Linked DNA regions of Columba livia: region 2 is linked to region 1. A link is a contact called in public Hi-C data. All regions are on one chromosome and are shown on one strand. Each heading gives the region's core, a stretch centred on a gene start, on an enhancer-like site or on the middle of the called end of the contact. The rest is flanking DNA. Distances are from core to core; before and after follow the strand shown.

What was found. Hi-C and Micro-C count contacts between places; a contact is called where the count stands out from the background.
Region 2: a Hi-C map of crop shows a contact between it and region 1, with 4 times the contacts expected there. The contact joins the promoter of IL12A here to the enhancer-like site in region 1. A contact is called at or near these places in 2 of 2 Hi-C or Micro-C datasets (crop and liver).

The regions. Positions count from the first base shown.
Region 1 is chr9:1,911,057-1,917,716 of bColLiv1.pat.W.v2, reverse strand. No RefSeq gene overlaps it. Among named protein-coding and RNA genes, the nearest start is that of MFSD1, 22 kb to the right of the region's middle. Within about 2 kb of position 3,821, at least 1 of the 3 cell types and tissues checked has an H3K27ac peak away from gene starts, as active enhancers do.
Region 2 is chr9:2,106,389-2,112,549 of bColLiv1.pat.W.v2, reverse strand. It overlaps IL12A (interleukin 12A), which reads right to left and starts at 1,327. Exons shown (of 5, transcript XM_065073220.1): 1 at 1,051-1,327; 2 at 34-141. The coding sequence starts at 1,263. It overlaps LOC110362360 (a long non-coding RNA gene), which reads left to right and starts at 1,521. Exons shown (of 6, transcript XR_010474576.1): 1 at 1,521-6,161.

The sequences.
Region 1 (6,660 bases), core at 2,572-5,071:
GTCAAACTCATAACGCTTTGTTCCCTTTGCAGCAAAGACCAACAAGCAATCTCTCTGCAGTCCTAATGCATCTACATAAAAATGCTTTTTAAAGACCCCAGCTAGAGTGTATTGCTGCTGCTGACATTTTTCCCAGTACCATAACCCAGGTTACACGCAGCTTTTGGGATGGCGCCCTGTAAATGCCACGTTCAACCACTGCAGACTGCGCCAAATCGCTTTTTCCTGCGAAATAAACCCAAAAGCTCGGCCCATCGCATCTCAAGTGTTGCTCAGTCACCGCAGTTTGACCCAAGCAGGGGCTGAAACACCAGGCAGCGATTGCTCACATTACACCCCCCTGCACCGCCATCCCAAAAACACCCAGGAGTGATTTCTGTCCCCGTGACACCAAACCGCGTCCCTGCACTGTAAATAACGACCAGTGGTCTCCAGGTTGGCATGGATAACAAGAAATGCATACACGGTGTCACTCCATCTCCCTGCAGCACCGGACAGGCACAGAATTTCGGGTATCAGACCAAACTGGCAGCATTCTGGATTCCCAGATCACCAAAATAATCCATGAGCAGCTCAATATACACCCGAAACAAGGTCCTGGTCTGGCTCAGGAAGACACAAGAAATACTTCTCCTTTCCTCCTCCCTCCTCTTTATCTTTAAACCCTGAGGACACCAGCAGCCTCCGAACACTTGTCCGCACAGCATCTGCACATCTCAGGCACGGCACAACGACAGCGAATCGCTTCTGTGTTAAAAGATCAAGGTGGCTTTAAAATGGAGGCCAAAGCCTGAACAGATCCCATCATAAGCTTTGCCCAGGCTACACTTTATTTTACGATACATCTTAAAATGTCCCTGTCACCTTTTACAGTCAGTGGCCTTCACTTAACTCTGCCGGGCTTTACGATTTAAACCAAGATGCAAGACGTCGTCCCCACGTCCCTGGGAGCAGGCTGGTCGTGATGCACCTGCCGTGGGCTCTCCCACACACAAACCCCATTTTCCACAGGGATTCCCCGCAGGAACATCCCCTCCTGCCTCTCAGCAGCTCCCGCTGTGCCCTTGCATCTCCAAACACCCCAGTTATCCTCATTTTACACCTGGCACACTGTGTATGTTCACCAAAACCAAGATCCTGGCACACACATGTACATGCAAAATATATTTGCCCACGACACATGCGGAAAAATGCAGCAGAGGATGTTTCCATGTAGGAGCTCCCGGTGCTGCTCAGCAAAGCGTTTTGCCAAAGACAGACTCGGCATTTGGAGAATGGCAATGATGGGAGGGAATGATATCACCCAAACACAACAGCTTCCCAGCAAGGTGCGAGGATGAAGGACCGAGCTCCCCTACAGCAGATGGTGCAGATGTTCCCTCTCATCCATCTTCCATATGTTCCAACTCAAAACCGAGCAGGTTTTTAGTTCTGCTCCGGTTAAAATCCCTGCTCCCTGCACAGAAAAGGCACCGGAGCATCGCGTTGCCAGCCGGGATGGCACCTCGCTTTACCCAGTATGTCACCATGGCCCGAGGAGTCATTTTGCCAGGTGAGAAAGCTTTTTTCCTGTATTCACCTCTGCAGAAATCAGGAGATGAGACTCCCGATCTCAGCTCTGTGGGTTGGCACGCAGGGGGATGGAGGACGCAGCGTAGGGGGGACGCTGGTGACCGGCACCAGCCACCCCTCCGGTGGCCAAGTGTCACCTGCGGCTTCTTCCTTCCTCACCGGGACAGCAGGGAGGTCCCGACCCATCCCACCCTGCCGGGAAACAGGGATACAAAATCAAATATAAACCACAACAGCACAGCCCCTGATGTAAATACTACTTCTCATCACCAGGCAGCCGGTGACAGAGTCGAGCGGCAGCGTAATCCGACTTTAATTGATGAGGAGAACGTTCATCTGGGCCCCGTCCAATTTGGTATACTTAATACCTTGTGCTTCTCCACGCAGATCGATTTTTGCATTGGGTTTATGAGGGGTAATTAATATTCATTCGGAATTAAGTAGAATAAGATTCCCAATGCATGAAGATGTTTATTTTTTATTCATATTTAAAGCCTGTTAGATTAATCTATTTTAAATTACCGCATGCTGCCAGGCACAATTATTATAATTTATTAGGATAATTTGGGTGGTTTATTTCCCTCGGATGCAACCTTGCAGGAGGTGTACGCGGCTGCTCCTGCGGCGCTTCACGGAGCTGCAGCCCAGCAACGAGCATCCGCGCTGCAACGGGGTGGAATCCACACTCATCTGGCTTTAAGCAGATATCCCGAGATACAGAAACCCTTACAGGACAAGCATGTGAGATACTAGAGGAAAAAACCAAACCAAACAACCCACAACCGAACAAAAAAACCCAACTGTAGGGACTTATTCCCAAAGATGCAAGATGACGAATCGCAAGGTTACCACATACGGCTTATCCCAGCTAAGCGACATCAAATCATGGGCATGTTGGTACCTCCAGGACCACCAAACAAACCCCTGAATATCTTCCTGCCTCTGTTTTTTGGGCATAAACGGCTCCTCCTGAGACTTCACAGGAAGAACATGGAAATAAAATCTTCAGCTCCGTGCCGCGCAAAAGACTTCATCTCATTTCTTTAAAAAAAAAAAGTACATATTTGCTTAAAAGCTGCAGTTACCATTATTACATTTAATTGATACCCTTGGGGCTCAAAATCAGACAGGCTTTTATAGGATTTAATTATTTTTCCACCAGGGCTTGCAAGGTAAAGGTGCAATTACAGCAGCAAGGGCCGCGTCAGCTCCCCCGACAGCCCCCCAGACCTCCGCTTTGCCCCCGCCGCGGCAATCGCAGGTTCCTCTGCCCAGTTTAGCCTTTAAAATATAATAATAATTAAAAAAAAAAGACTAATTTGACTTGACAATGGACCAAATCATTCCATGTATGAAGGTGTCATAATTACAGCAAGCGTTATTTCATTAATTCAGGGCCTTCCAGCGATGCTAAAGCAATTGTTCAGCACGCACAAATGGGCCCCCCCCCATGCCTGAGAGGAACTTTGGGCAAGTCCTTCCCGCATCGGTAAAACTAGTGAAATAACACTTGGTACGACCGGCTGCAAATCAGTCGATCGATACTTGTACATCACTTGAAAGAATCTTTTCTCACCTTTGAAAAAGCCCCATGTTCTCCCTGATGCCCATGGAAGAGCATCCACTGTGCTGGTGCAGAAGAATGGGAGGGAAGATCCTGCTTTGAAACTCAATTCCCTCCCCCAAATATGACCGTACAGCGCAACCTCCTTTGAACCAAACTGCTTAATCAGAATCTCCCAAGTGTAAATGCAGCCACAAGGAAAACAGACCCAACTTCTTAATATAACAAGAAAAAAGGCCTCCTTTGAGTAAAACAAATGATTTTCTAACAAAAAATGTCCTGGGGACAGGAAGACAATGTCATGTGTTTGATGCTACAATACTGTACTTGAGATGAATGCTTCCACTGTAAAGATATTACCCCAATTATAAATCTCCTACAGCAAGTAACAAAATATAATTTAGTCTTCTCTAATGGCAGACTAAGTTTTAGCTATTTTTTGACTGCTAGTTTTCAGATAGAACAATCTAAGAAGATTCTTTCAGTATTCATCAAATGTCTATAATTTGAATATAATGCTTTTGCTATTTAGGCCAAGCCCCTTCGGCTATAAGCAAATAATATCGGGGCGTTTGCATTTTTCTGCCATTTAGAGCAATCTCCGGTTTCCTCGACTTTGATGAGCAGAGTTGGTGTCACCAGGGCCAGTCTCCAAGAGGGACAAACCTGATCATTAAACTTTGATCCAACCAACACGACACTAACGTTGTGCTCTCTCCACGACACTCGGGAATGGAAATACTCAACTTCCGTAGTTAACCAGGTTATGGTCACCGTTTGCAGAGCCCAAGAGCATCTGCATTTGCTACACATTGAGGTCCCATGTTTATAGTGCAATGACCAAACACGAGAAGCAGCAAAAATTAACCCAGCACAGAGGCGGAGGATCCCTTGTGTTCCTGAAGCCCTCAGGCTTTGCTTGGCAACCAAAATCCCCGCTTTTAACTCATGCTTTTTTTTCCTCTGGTATGTTTGACTAAGCAAATAGAAAACATACCCAACATTTTTGACACCCGGTAAGCTGTTATTTTAAACACAGTTTCAATAAACTACAAAAGTTGCTACTGTTAGAGGCTTGAAAATATACGATCTCATTAAAAAACGCTGGCACTTGGAAAGATCTCTGGTGGCCAATCACAGCTTGGGGAGGGCTGTAATTTATAACTTTGATCCCCACAGCTAAACCATTTAATCTGATAATAAACATCAATCACTGATTTTTATTGCACCATTTTGCAGCCTGAGCAGAAAACCTTGCTCCTGCGGACAAATTAAGCACCCCAAAGTGACTCTTGCAAATAAATACCAACTTTAATATTCAGCAATATAATTCCACAGGATCAATTTTTTAATTTAAGCGCTTCTGGAGCTTGGGAAAAAAAAAAAGAGAAGTTTGTAATTACAAAAATATCTCCAAAGGCAACTCAGCACAGTGTAACAGCATCTGGCGAGCGGGAGCTTGGTGACAGCACGTACCTCGACGTCTGTTACAGTCCTCAGAAAGTTATTAAGTGTGTCCAGATATTCTGTGCGACAGCCCATAACTCACCAGTAAAAACGACGTGAGATGCTGTTCTGGTCCCACGTTGGCTCCAGGTCCTGATCCAGCACTCGACAGCGGGGGAAACACAACGGTTGGGCGTGATGCATCGTGCGGGTGGATAACTGCCAGGAAAATAAATCAGAGGGAGCCCATTAATACATAATGATGCCAAACTACCATTAACTCAACTGCTCTTTCCAAAGCAGAGAGCTATTTAAGAAGTAACTGAAATAATGAGTTTCCCTTCGGACGCATCGAGCGTCGTCGTCGCTCAGCGCTGGTTTTTTGCGCTCAACGGAACAAGGGAGTTTGTCAAGTGCGCTCTGAAATGCTCTGTAAAGTAATATTTTCCAATAAAGATGTATCATAATCAGGTTAAATTACTTATAAAAGTTCCAGTCTAAGCAGAGACAGAAGATTAAGGACATGAAGACCAGCCCAGGCTCCACAATTAATACCTGCAGGAACCAGGCAGGTAGGCAGCAGCGAGAACACTGGAATCCGCTCGTTACGCTCTTTTTAACAGGATTAGCTGGGTTTCTGCTTCAGAGAAAGCAAGCGAAATCTGAATTCAGTTGTCCAAGAATTCGCTTAATAGAACGATAATCTTTAGGGGAAAAGAGTTTGGATTTGTCTTCACCGTTTCTCCCCAGAAAGAAAAGACAAATGAAGGAGTAGAGCAAGGACTGTCTTGAGACGAGCACTAGGAAGGACTGAAATGGGCTTTAATGTCAGGTTTTTAAACCAACACTCACCCAAAAGCCAGAGAAATCTGAATAAACGTGAACAATTCCACACAGCCCAAGGTTTGGCAATCGCAATATTCAGACAGAAACTGTATACTCGGGTCAAAACTCAATCAGTCATATATATCGATCTTCCTTAATTATCTCCCCAGACCATACACAGCTCCAAGTTTTGCGTACATGAAAAGTCTATCACCTTTGTTCCACGCAAGGAAAATCTACGAAGGCACTGAAACCGGTGCCTTTTGCTCTTGCAACTCCATGAATGTATTTTAGTTCCTGATTACAAGTATTGGAGCTGCTCAAAGTGAACTTTCCAGTTGTCCCTGGTAAACTCTCCAGCGTGCATGGAAAACAGCTTGAACAGAGACTCACATCAGCAATTTTGTAAGTGTTGCATTAAATCCAGACGGTGTTTTTCATCTCAAGACTGAAAAAAAAAAAAGCATGTTAATCCACCAGCAAAGCAATGCATTGAGAATTTTAAACATTTCTGTCAGGATCAGTAAAACCATAATACATTCTTCGCTAGATGAGATACTGAATCATTTTGGTTCATTTGGAGGCCATTTGCTAACTTTATTAGGCAATATTCAGATGATGGATATCAAAAGGATATTCACTGTAGAAACAGGCTTTGTTTCTGAAGACAGTAATTAGGTTAACCTCATGAATAAACCCTTTACACCAGCAGCCTGTGCAAAGTGAGAATAAAAAAATGCAGGAAAAAAAGAGAAAGAAATAAGACAATTTAACATAAAGGGGGGAAAAAAAATCCTTACATTTATGGGTAGCACTCTCCATCTGACACTTCTAAAACAACTTGTATATGAATAGAAATGTCACAGTTGCTGATACACCAAAGTAGGAACAGTTTCTTACCCAAAGGGCTGTGGGGCATTGGAACAGGCTGCCCAGGGCAGTGCTGGAGTCACCAGCCCTGGAGGGCTGGACAGACGGACATGAGGTTCTCAGGGACATGGGGCAGGGACAGGGGTGGGTTATGGTTGGACTCCATGATCCCGAGGGTCTATCCCAACCTAAGTGTTTCTGTGATAAGGCCATTATGGTCATATGCCAACAATGGCCCAACACAAAGACGGCCAACCCAACGATGGGCCAATGTGCTGCATAGTGTGGGTGCAAGTTTAGGATACTAAACACACAGCCGTGGACTCACCTCCTGCACGGCTACAGGCCCTTCTTCTCCTATTCTCAGTCTGCTATTGCCCTGA
Region 2 (6,161 bases), core at 78-2,577, 200 kb before region 1:
ATATATATATATATATATATATATATATTTTACCTCTGGATCCTGAGATATACAAGATTTTATGGTGTTGATCTTATCCTTAGTGATATCTTCTAGATCGACCTCTTCAAGGGTACATTCAAATCCCAGCGTGCCGAGCTCCTGTGTTGGAAAGGGAATAGAAAAGGGTTGTTGACTCAGCCTTGTGATACCGTATATATATATATATATCTGTAAGTACACACAATTATATGTGATGCATCACAGCTGTCTGCACTTAGCGGAATCCTAGGAGTGAGGCTGTGTGAGGATTATGGTTAAACATGAAAGGGAGCAAATAGACTGAGAGACTGAAGTGCATGAGGCAGTTGTGTTTAATGGGAATAAGCTCAGGCTTGGCACAGATTTGTTTTATATGCTGCTGTGAATTGCGCTGCCTCCATTACTTTAAATTATTCTCTCAGACCTCAAATCTATTGAGAACTTTACGTCGCTATAGTTGCAAATGTAAAGTAACTCACAGAAAGTGAAAAATTACTGATACCATCTGCACAGACATTTAACAGTGCTCGCTGGCCCACTGCAAGTGCAGAACAACGCACCTATGCAGTGCCGGGGTTTTTTTGTGGTTATCTGAGATAAAGCTTGTAACAATAGCAGGGAATTTTAGCAAAACCAAAATCCCCTTGACACTGCTGCCAGAGAGCTTCAGTGTGGAAAATGCTACAGCACCAACCCAAAGAGTCAGGAGCAAGTGCTTTCTGAGCCAGCTCTGCAGGGGCCTCAGAGAAAGAGCTTGTTCAAAACTGAGAGCGTTCAAATCCGCTGGTGCTGCTAATGGTGAGTGTGTTTCTGTGAGGGTGAGTGAGCACGGGTTGAGAGAGACAACTGAGCAAAACCCCAGCCCAAAGGGCTGGTCAAGGGAGGCGTGAAAACAAAGACCAGTTACTGAGGCTTAAAGCGGGTCTGCAGAGAACATGCGCCTGTCTGGGTACCTGCAGCTACCATCACCATCCTCCTGGGTACCCTCCCTGCCCCATCCCCGCCGCCCCAGCCCCCTCACCCGCACACCTTCAGCTGGTGGATGGAGGCGCTGGCGGCCGCCAGCAGTTCCCGGGAGCGGTTCATCCTCTCGGCGAGGGGGGAGGACGGCGGCGGCATCGCCCGGACGGGAGGTGACAAGGCCAGGGCCAGGCAGAGCGCGGGCAGCAGCGCCCAGGGCAGGGTTGCGGCGCTAGGGGGCGCTGCCCGCCCGCCGGTGTCGCTGTCACCGCGCTGTGCCATCGCTGCTGCCCGGGGAACGCTGCAGGGACCGGCGGGGCCGCGGCGGCTCTTATAGGGGCGGCGGCAGCGGGATTTCCCCCTCCTCTCCTTTCCGTTCCAGTAGCCGCTCGGGGAGCCGGGCCGGGGGCAGCCGGGAATCCCGGCACCGCGGGCGGGGAGCGGGGACGGGGACAGGGGGCCGGGGGAGGGGGCGCTGGCCCCGCGCTCCTGCTCCGGGGGATGCTGCGGGGCAGCTGTGGCGCTTGTGGGGGCTGGAAGTCCCGTGTTCAGGAGCATTCCCTTGCACTGAGCTTATAGAAAAGGTAAGAATGACTTAAAGTGTGTGCATGACACACGATTAAGCTTTTCAATGTGTATGGTGCATAGATAAGCTTTTTCCATTTCCATTTTTTATTGTCAAAACCTATAATTTCGTCTCCCTGTTCCAAGTTCAGTGTCTTATGAGGACATCCATCCTTCTTCTTGTTGTTACTCCATAGGGGAAACCTTATTGCTCTCTACAACTACCTATAAAGGAGGTTGTAGCATGGAGGGTGTTGGTCTCGCAAGCAGCAAGTGATAGGACAAGAAGAAGTAGCCTTAAGTTGCACCAGGGAAGGCTTAGATTGGGTATCAGGAAAAAATTCTTTATGGACAGCATCATCAGGCATTGGAACAGGCTGCCCAGGGCAGTGGTGGAGTCACCATCCCTGGAGGGGTTTAAAAGACATTTAGGTGAGGTTCTTAGGGACAAGGTTTAGTGCTAGGTTATGGTTGGACCTGGTGATCCTGAGGGTCTCTTCCAACTGAAATTATTCTATGATCCTGACCCAAATTTGAGCTTTGAGCATGGGTGAAGACCAAAGAAAAGAGGGGTGATGGTTTTAAACTAAAATAGGGGAGATTCAGGCTGGACATGAGGAAGGAATTGTTGGCCCTGAGGGTGGTGAGAGCCTGGCCCAGGGTGGCCAGAGAGGTGGTGGATGAACCATCCCTGGAGACATCCCAGGCCAGGCTGGACGGGGCTCTGAGCAACCTGAGCTGGTGAAGATGTCCCTGCTCATGGCAGGGGGGGCACTGGGGGAGCTGGGAACGTCCCTCCAACCCAAACTGTTCTGTGATTCTATAATGTTGAGATGTCATTAATGAATATTCTTGAAAACCTGTCTGGAAACTTGCTTTTTGCTGATATACTTGGTATAATCCCCAAATATGTCAATATTAGTTCATATTGCACATGGCCATTCTTAGCCTGACCAGCAGGCTGTAGAGAACTTTTTGTCTGCTCTGCTGTGAAGTCAATGGGAGTTTTGCTATCGGCTTGAAAGGGACCAGGATGAATCAAGAGTTTTATATTGCATTTTCAGATTCTTTTTATTTTAATAGACACCTTGTTTCCCATAAGAAGGTTGTGGTGTGTCTAGAGACTTGCTTTGCTAGAATACCAGCGCTGCATAATTTTCCCACTTCACTGTGTGTTTTCCATTTCTGCACTACTCGTTAAGCTGTGGGCTGTGGTTTTAATCTTGTGTAGGAGATTCTTATTTTCTGACACAGAAGTGAGAGAGACCTTCAGTGTACGCTTGCGCGCGTGCTCTTGAAAAGGCACCAGTTTGGCTTTCCAGGTTTCTTTGCCCAACACTCAGTCACAACATTGTCAGCAGCAGCAGGGCATGAGGTTTCTCTTCAGGTAGGACAATGATGCACAATTCAGACAACAGCTTCTGGTTTGTGGCATTCCTGTGCTGCTCTTAGGCATGTACCGGGGCATTAGTTCAGGTTCTTTGTCCTAAAGGAGGAAAATATAGCTCAAAGGGCCCCCATCAGCCCCCACTTGTAAAATACAGGCTACGCAAGTAGGACAGCCATGCAAGTAGGACACTTCTGATTCCCTTTTATGCAAAATCTTGAGATATATTTTGCTTTCTTCACGTCATTTCTCTCTTTTATGGTATATGGCTCGCAGATGATTTGCAAGGAGTTGTTGCACCCGTGTTTCCAAAGCAGAAAGGCTTTCTTGGCCAAAGCTCCCTCAGCCCAACAGTTGAATGATGTATTACTGAAACACGGGGTGGGTTTAATTTCCTGCTAAAATGGAATATGTCCTAATGCTGGTGAGTGCACTTTTTCCTGTTAGAAGAAGAAGTAATTGAATGTTTGCTGTTTTATAAATAGGAAGTTTTTTTTTCTCATTTATCTATAAAGAACCACGCCTGAATGATACCTTGCTCACCACTCATTTATTTTCCTGGTAGTATATAAAACTGAAGTCCTTGCCACACTGGGCTGCTGAAGATCCTTGTTCAGCTCTTGCAGGATCAGAGGCAACAAATCTGGAGACCCATTGAAGCTCCAGCACTTACAAACACTGTGCAGACCCGAATCCTCCTGGAGCAGCAATCCCACAGGTACTGCGGTGAGAGTCCCCAGGGCAGATGCTGAACACGATATTAATGTGGTGGTTGTACTGGTTTGGATGAGCAACACATTGAGTTTCTGCTCCTTTGTGTAAGGCACTTTTAATTCAGATTTATCTCAAAGCAAAGTCTAAGATGTTAACTGCTGGGTCTTAGCAATGAAGTAGTAAAATCTTAATATGTTTGTTTCGGGCAGATGTTGCATCTGTTTTTCGTTCCTAACCTCGTCCATCTATTTCTTTCATCTCAAAGCATCCTATATTTGACCAGTCTTGACTCTGAAGGAAGCATCTCAATGATTACTATGCATGGGAATAATTGTACATCCATGGACTGGGCTTTGATGTTCCTCAGTGGTTATATACATACTGCCAGATATGAATATTATTTTGCAAAGTTAGATGTAATAATATTTTCTTTGTCAGCAGCGTCCAAAACTTAAAAGTGAGTTCTTTTGAAATAGAAAAATCCAAATCATTTTTATTGCATATGGTGTCTTGATCTTGGGTACCCATCTCATCGGGCAAATGAAGATTATATGGGTGGAGTGATGCATTTGTTATTAAAGTAATGAAGATTGGGATGTATCATGTACACATTTAAAGACACAGTGCAGTAATCACATACCATAGTCTATAGAAACTGTTAGAAGATGTATGATATTACATCAGAAAATGTAATTCCACTGGCTTTATTTCAACCATAAATTGCTCTTGCTGAAATTAACCTCCAGAGAAAAAGAACCGTTCCGGGTCCAGCTCTAAAACTATATTTTGACTGTATTGTAGTCAAAGGTGGGCGAAACTCTGTTCTTGGCTATGCTGCGCTCAGCCGAAACAATACTTAAAAGTCCTATTTGAAAAGGAAAGGGAAAATAATAATAATAAAGAAACCCAATTAGAAAAAGCCAAAACCCCCAAACCCCTCAGTTTAGTTTAGTTTTGAGGACTGTACAAGCAAGGGATGAGCAATAGGATCTTCTCCAGCCACAACTGTTCTAAAAAACCGGGAGGTTCCTGGAAACGCGTGTTGACACGAGGCGATGGGCTGCTAACCTTATATTTCGGTCTTGGCTTGCCTTCTCTCCCCTTGTACAAACAGAAATCTCATCTTTCTCTCCATGGTTGCTCCTAAAGCCCAAGATAAACGAAGACCCCCTTGCTTTTCAGGGTAAGCTACGCATGAAGAACATCACACCCCGTCCCCTCCATCATCAGCCACGTGCTGTGGTTAAATGGGTGCTGAGGGATATTTCCTAATACTTTCTTCATTTGTGTAATGTTATTTCTCTTGTCCGTATCAAATAGCATGAATTTTTTTGGTTAGCAGGCCAGCTTCCAAACCCTTCATGAAGGTCAGGTAGCGACTTGTAACGTGCCTTCAATAGGAAGAGATGTGTTATTTGCAGGAGAGTCCTATTCCCAGTAGTTATAATTACATATAATTACGAAATAATTTATATATGTATATAATTATTGCATAATTATATACATATATAAATTAAAGCTGCAGTGTGATTATATCACAGCTAGGCTGACAGTTAATTGTAGATAGTTACTATTAATACATAAAAGGAACAGCAAAATGTTGTGTAGAATAAGATTTCTGAATGCTTCAGTAAATCAAACCAGTTTTTACACTATTTACCACTCTCAGGACTTATGAAGGATCGATCATGGATCATTTTTTTGCTCCTGGATAATTTGTTCAAAAGATCTGGGGTCAGGTATCTTCCCAAAATAGCGTCACTGACAGAAGCTTTTCTTCTGATCTACGTTGGAAACTGATGACTCCATAAAATGGGAAAGCAAAGATTGAAACTCGCCTGGTGTTTTTTTGGCTGTTAGTGCTTATTCACTGAGGAATCCCCTGAAAATGTAACTGAGAGCATATGCTGAAGTTTCATTGATTTGAAAGCTGAAGTCACACAATTGAATGTTATTTCTGAGTCAAAGTGGCTTTTGTGAACCCGCAGTCAGGGCACCAAAACCCATAAGGACGTTGGTGTCCATCACCTGTATCTCTTGGCTCTTCTCAAGTTGGACCAGTGGAGGTTGAGGTTGGATCTTGGGAACAATTTCTTCCCCAAAGGGCTGTTGGGCATTGGAACAGGCTGCCCAGGGCAGTGCTGGAGTCACCATCCCTGGAGGGGTTGAAGAGATGGAGATGAGGTTCTCAGGGACATGGGGTGGAGATGGACTTGGTAGTGTTGGGTTAATGGTTGAACTGGATGATCTTAAAGGTCTTTTCCAACCTAAACAATTCTCTGACTCTATGGTGGTGTGGGCAAGACTATCCATCAGCCCCATTTTTGTTTTGGTTTTTTAAGTTTTGTGACATTAATAGAAGTAAAAAGCTCCTGTGAGGACCTTCATGGGGCTGGATGGTGCTGCAGTGCGGTGGGTGCCAAGTTCATTCCCTGGTCCCTCCATCAGAGCACGGAGCAGCGCTGCCTCCCTGCCCATCACCCCAGCACCTCCGCACCCCCAGGACATCCTTCGT